Regions from separate parts of the Siniperca chuatsi genome. Here region 2 is linked to region 1. Evidence: chromatin contacts called from public Hi-C data. All regions are on one chromosome and are shown on one strand. The core of a region is the stretch at or near the end of the contact, and the rest is flanking DNA. Distances in the headings are between cores, read along the strand shown. Region 1 overlaps pdzrn3b (E3 ubiquitin-protein ligase PDZRN3-B). Region 2 holds the start of pdzrn3b (E3 ubiquitin-protein ligase PDZRN3-B).

The links. A called contact is a pair of places that touch in the nucleus more often than the background predicts.
Region 2: a Hi-C map of skeletal muscle shows a contact between it and region 1, with 3 times the contacts expected there. The contact joins the promoter of pdzrn3b here to the enhancer-like site in region 1. A contact is called at or near these places in 2 of 3 Hi-C or Micro-C datasets (skeletal muscle and an unstated tissue).

What each region holds. Positions count from the first base shown.
Region 1 is chrLG2:28,055,239-28,058,499 of ASM2008510v1, forward strand. All of the region lies in intron 3 of pdzrn3b (E3 ubiquitin-protein ligase PDZRN3-B), which reads right to left. Among protein-coding and RNA genes, the nearest start is that of pdzrn3b, 40 kb to the right of the region's middle. Within about 2 kb of position 1,758, the one cell type or tissue checked has an H3K27ac peak away from gene starts, as active enhancers do.
Region 2 is chrLG2:28,095,238-28,098,498 of ASM2008510v1, forward strand. pdzrn3b (E3 ubiquitin-protein ligase PDZRN3-B) reads right to left here and starts at 1,751. Exons shown (of 10, transcript XM_044168676.1): 1 at 538-1,751. The coding sequence starts at 1,251.

The DNA of each region.
Region 1 (3,261 bases), core at 508-3,007:
TACCCTTCTCATAATGTGTGCAGCAATGAAATAAAGGGAAAGCATTCTCTCTTATGAAAACTATTACCTGAACTTTTGCTACAAGACTGTATAAGGCTGATAAATAGAGTTTTAGGAACATTTGTGATGTTTAACTCTTGAGTCTCATTTTGAGTAATTGTGGTTTAAAATTGCACACATACTTCCCACCTACAAATCAAAATCTTAACATACTGTATACGTTATACTCTTAAGTTCTAGACCACCAACTAAATTTCCACTGTATACATAAAACAGACAGAGGGTGGTTTCATTGCCAATTTTCTTTGTGTTCATTCTGACAACACAGAAAAATTAGAGAATAAAAAAAATCTGAATGCACTGACAGACTACATTGAACAACTGTCCATCTGATTCTGCAGTGTGCAAACAACAGTTCAAGCAGAGGTAATGAGAATAGTGAGATGTCTTATCAGAGCTTCTGATGTGGAAAGTCTGACCAGCATTTAAAATCAGCAAATAACTAATAATTGCGGACAGGCTCATTCAGGTCTTTGAGGTTCACATCTTTTTCCATCAAAGAATACGGGCCGAAGAGTATCTGTTTACAAGCTATTACTCACTTCCCTTTCTTGCTGGCTTGTTGTCCACATTGTGCTATCTTTTTCTGTAATTGCGCCTTATTATGCCGCAGCGATAAGGAAACGATGAAACAGGGACACCGCCTCTCATGTAAACATTTGGATGTGATTTTGGCTAATGTGTGTCTGTGTGTTTGCTGGGGGGTGTAAACCTCCGACGGGAGACGAGCCGCGACCTTCTCGACAACAACTGAGGAGAACAGACAGCATGGAGTCTCTGCAGCTGTTTCTCCGCGGCTGCAGAGGGGAGCTTTTAATTGAATGTGAATGCAAGTTGCAAAAGCTTTTAATATGGCCTTGGCTGGAGAGACACTGGAGGGTGGTGTGGGGGGGGGCTTACCTGGGGGCGGGGTTCATCCCCCCCCCTTTTTCAGCAGCCCACACATCACACGCCTCTAATTACTAGCCATGGGAAAGCTGGGAAAACACCAACATTTTTTTCAACGCGCAACAACAAGACATTGTGATGTGCAAAGATCAAGCTGTAACATCCGCTGAGCACGAAATCAAATTAGGAAGCACAGACAGAAAAAAATAAAAATGCAGAGAAGGATAAAAAAGGAAGCTCAGCTGTATCCTTGCGTAATGAATGGAGGGACAGACACGTGGTGGCTCCAGTAAGGCGGGGGGGGGGAACGGACTTGTGGTCAGTGCATGTCGGCTACATTACAAGGCATGTCTATGTATTTATACAGCTATAATTGTGTGATAACTCCATCGGCTGGGTGGGAAGAGTGGTGACGTGGAACAACCAAGGAGGGCCTTGACTCCTCTTTCTGTCTCCCCCACCAATCTCTCCGGAGCACACTAGCACCTCAGTGGAAAACATTGCATGAGGAATAGATGGAAATCCAAGCATAGGGTAATTTTTTGATTCAGTAACTCACAATGCCTGTGCGATTGGCATATGGGTTTCATTTGTGCTGTGCTGTAGGTAAGAGGGGTAGAAGGACAGAGGGAGGTAGAGAGTTAATAGCCTGAGATAACTAAACCTCCATCAATAACTTTGATTCTGGATTTAATGTCCTTGTGGGAAGGGCGCTTCCTTGAAGTGCTCGGCTAACTTCCATGCACTTGTAATAAGTGCAAATGCAGAGCAACAGCCAGTTCTGTTTGCTTTCTTCCTGAAATATGGGACTGTTTAATGTCACTGATGAGCCCAGTTTGTTGTTGTAGCACTCCTCCCCCCCTGCATATGTACACACACATAACCACACAAACACAAGCAGACAGGCGGGGGGAATGCAAGCCTTGTGTACCCATCCATGAAAAGCACACACACTCAGTGATCCTCCACACCACTGGGCTCTGGGACAGAGCACCTTTTCAACTGCAGCAGTAACTCATGGGTTTGCAGTTAAATTGCCTCGGTCCATGGCAGTGGTGTGAGGGCCAAAGGCATGTAAACAGCAGACGACAATGAGCAGACTGACCAGAGTGCACGCTTCTGTCATTCAAACCCTCTTTACAACCCTGTTCCCACAAGCCGCAGAGCTGCGCTGGAAAACAATACACTTACTTTGCATCACTCACATTCAAGCCGAGGGGATAGTGAAGCTCCAAACTGGAGGAAGTGAAAAAAAACCCTGTGCATGAACTCAGTGGAATGCTGCCCTGCTCAACAAAGACAAGCCTTTGAGGAGTTTTGGGGGTTTTCAGTGAAAGCAACATCACTATAAAACTTATCTCTAAAACATGATGCATCGGTCTGTTACAGAGGGAAAAATATCATCTTAAAAGCCTCATGAGGCATTTGTTTGGACCTTTTTAAAATTACATCTGGAGATGTTTAAATGTCATTAAAATATGTGCTGGCTGAATGAGTTGGGCTCAAATTACAGCCCAAAAATGGCTGGCGAAGCATGCAAGTCTTCCATCTATCCTCATCACAACTTTTTTAACACTCACATCACTCTCCCTTTGTGAGCCATCGCACACAGCTTTATCAGTCAAACATTCACACTCCGGCTCCGGTACTGTAAAAACTGGCTTCAGGGGAAAGCAGATAAAGGCCTTGTTTACTTGTAAATTTATGAAGACGAGAGAAGAGGTTTAGAGAAAGAGCGAGGGGAAGAAAGAGAGGTAGTGAAGGTGGGTAGAAATGGTCGGGAGCCTCAGTTCTGTGTGAGTGTCTGTGTGCGGCCCTTGCCAAGAAAAACAAGGCCTGAGCAACGCTGGGATCTGATTTCAGCATGGAGGCATGGCAGGAAACTGGTTCCTCTGGGGGGCAGAGAGCGGGGGCTACACTTAATGTCCTCCCAGAGAAAAGGGAAAGACATTCAGAGACAGAACAACCGTCCTTTTCACTCACCACCCATCCAGCTATGATGGCTGATGTAGAGTCACCATTTGTGTGGGTGGCATATTTTAACCCGTACAGCACGTCATCAGCTCATGCCAGTAACACTTTCACAGTGATCACAGAGTCGGGCACGAGTCCCTGATGCTGATCCTTGTGCCACAGAGAGGTCAGCTCAGTTCAGAGCCTTGTATCTGCATCTGGATCACAACTTCACTGCAGAGGAGCCGGAGGGATACTACTCAGCACATGTGCAGAGAATTAGCACTGGCTACGCAGCGTTCCGAGGCTTAAAAACCCTTTGTTACTTAGCCTCCATGTAACACACTACTCCGCGTGTGT
Region 2 (3,261 bases), core at 501-3,000, 40 kb after region 1:
GATGGTCTGGGGGGGGGGGAAAGGCGAACACCCGGTGACAGAAAGCCTCAAACAAGCATGCTGCAAGGTGGCAATATAATTGGAACCTGGCTCTTGTTGTGTACAGAACTGCAGTAAATATTTGGCCCTCCCCCACTGACTGCCAGCTGGCCAGAGGCACAGCTGACATCCATGTCTCAAAGCAGACAGCAAAGAAACAAACTTCTGAGCACTGTAGGACTCCTGAAAACTTGGAGAATCCTCAGAAAAATCCTCAATAAAGTTTGACCTCCATTTTCATCTGGGATGTAGTTAGAAAAAAGTACTGAGATGGTAGGCCCAGAATGCAAGCAAACATGTTGAGAAAGACATTTTAAAGCATGCTGGCCCTGAAACATTTGCACTGCAGGATGTCAGTAAAGATGAGTCAAAATATATGCTACTGATATATGCAGAAAATGTACTGCCTGTGTCTACACTATCAGAATGAACTGTGGATAAGAGAGGGGGGGAAAAAAGTTGCTTGTGCTCACTGAAAGTTGAAGCTTTGTTGCTTACCTTGCAGGAGAAAGCCACGGTCCTGGTGAGGGAGTCGATCCTCTCGCTATACTCGGTGAATTTCTTCTGATATTTCAGAGCTGTCATCTGCAGCTCGCTGTGCACGGCGGAAAGTTGTGCCAGGAGTGACTTCTCCCTCTTGTTGGCTTTAATAGTCTGCTTCTTGAACTCTCTATCCAGGCTGACAATTTTGCAGTGCAGCGCGCTGTTGTGCGCCTTCAGAGCGATCAGGCAGCAGTGGCTGTTTAATTTCTGCTCTTTATGGGTGAGCATCAATCCGCAGCCGCTCTCGCATATCCCCACCGGTCTGTAGTCGCACGTCTCCCGCATATGAGCATCCATGTCCCTCAGGTTAAGCACCTCGTTGCATCCTTTATTCCTGCACTTCGCCGGGGAGTAGTCGCACATCTCGGCATGCTCGGCCAGATGCTGCAGCTTCACCACCGCATCGCAGCCCCTCGCGTGGTTGTCACATTTGATCTCCAGCTTCAGGATGAGGTTTTTAAGAGGCAGGACGTGGTTCAGCTCTTTGGCGGAGATCCGCTGACATTTGACGGGGCAGCTGCTCTGCTGGACGACCCAGGGCAGCACGCAGCCGGAGCAGAAGACGTGACCGCACGGAGTCGTCAGCGGGTCCTCCAAGACTTTGTTGCACAAGTTGCATTTGAAATCCGGGTCCACGGTCCCCTTGAAGCGGTCCAGCTCGAATCCCATGGTTTTGAAAGTCCAATTCCAAACTTGTTGACTCCCCACCCCCGCAGATCTGAGTCGGAGCAGTGAGGGGTTTTTAGCTGGTCATTGGTGGAACGCTCACAGACCGACTACAAGCTCTCTTCACTGTCTAAACTTAACTAATTGACCGAGACTTTTGGTGCCTTCAAGTACACCTCGTAAGCCTATTATTTCAAGTCAGAAAAGATATAGGCCTAAGGCTAAAATAGAATTACTTTACTTAACTTTTCAAGTAGAAACAACATTGTTGTAGAAATGCAAAATGAAAAAGACAAACTCTGGATAAAGTTGATTGTTATTAAAGGTTATGACATCTAAAAGTTAGAAGTTAAAAATGAAAATATAAAGCTACAGTAGTAGTCTATTATGCGATATGCCGAAATTGTATTCTCTATTAATGACACTACACACGTGGTCTTTGTCATAAAAATATCAAATTCAAAGTCTCTCACACGCTGTTCACGTGACCTAAACCTGTAAATGCAACGATCCTGACCGTCTCTGAAGGCAGCATTTCTAGGGGCGAAATTGTGGAGGAATACTCTACCGTAAGTACTCTATTAACTGCGCATATGAGGTTTAGATTTTGGCATGAAAATAATTTTTGCTGTCAAAATAAAAAAGTTTTATGCAGAATAGAAGTAGCTTAGCTCATCCATCTACTTGTAACCACTGAACACCCCATGGTTGTGATTTACTGGTTCAAAATATGGGCAGATTAAAACTTTTTGAGACTAATGTGAGACGTTATAAACTTGACCTACTGTAGAGGGCCCTTATTTGTTTTCATCCATAGTCTGGAATTTTGATGCAGCCTACATACTGTGAAGGGACAACAATATAATTTGACAATGCAGATAAAGTCTATCATGGAGCCCTATATCTATATTCCCCACCTGAATATTTGTGATAAACAGCAAAATTCCACTACATAAATGTGATTAGACAAGGTGACATGACAGTTAGATATTTACAACACGGTGGGTGAGCGTTCAGGCATGCGCAACACTTGTGAAAACAAGCAACTTTGGAAGGACATTACGAGTACAACCACAAACAAGACTGTCAAGTTACAACACACTTTGAGTGAGGAGGAGACCAGGTAAAAGTTGGGAAAATCAACCTGGATCACAATGTGTGGAATGAAAATGAATATTTGAGGCACCACAGAGGGATTCGTGTTTAAACACACCTCTCACCACACTCCTTACATAAAGACAGCATGGTATTACACTGTTTTACCACTTTGACACTTCATTTGACTGCATTTTCAAGCAGGAGGCCCTATAGTACTGAATGTATTTGAATTGTAAATGAAACTCCAGTGAGCACACTGGATGTGCTCAGTGAAGGAAAAGAAAAGCCTCTGCTGTACAGGCAGAAACACACAGCCTTCAGTGGTTCTGACCCTGCCTTGATTAGATACCCATTCCTACAGGTTGCCTCCTCTTTCGGAAATCCAGTTTTATGCAATGCCATGCTCAATAAAACCTTTCCATATGTGCATTATCCAGAACTAAAAACAAGGGCTTATCAAAGACTTAATGGACAAAGTGTGACAGAGAGAGGCTGAGCTTGCGGGTAATCCTACACTGATGTTATGGGTTGTCTTAGATGGGGTGGAAGAAAAACTGTGCAGTCACGTCAAAGGTCCTTGTACTGTGTATATACAGCCTGTTTCATACTCACTGTACGATAACATATTTTTCTTAGCAGGTACTCTTTAGGTCATGGCTTGATATTTTTAAAATAACCTTTAAAGAGATAAGAAATGTTTAAACAGATGTGGAAAAATGAACGGATGAAAAATGAAAGAGAGAGATGGTGTTTTACTTTAACACCTGTTTCTTCGGTCAGTTTTCACAAAGTAATTGGAATTTTTTCTTACTGATGCACATCAGCTATATATGGCCGTATATAATTTCACAGTCCAGAGCTTAAGGTTGCTATCAAATCTAGCACTTTTGCTCAGGGTACCTTAGAAATATTATC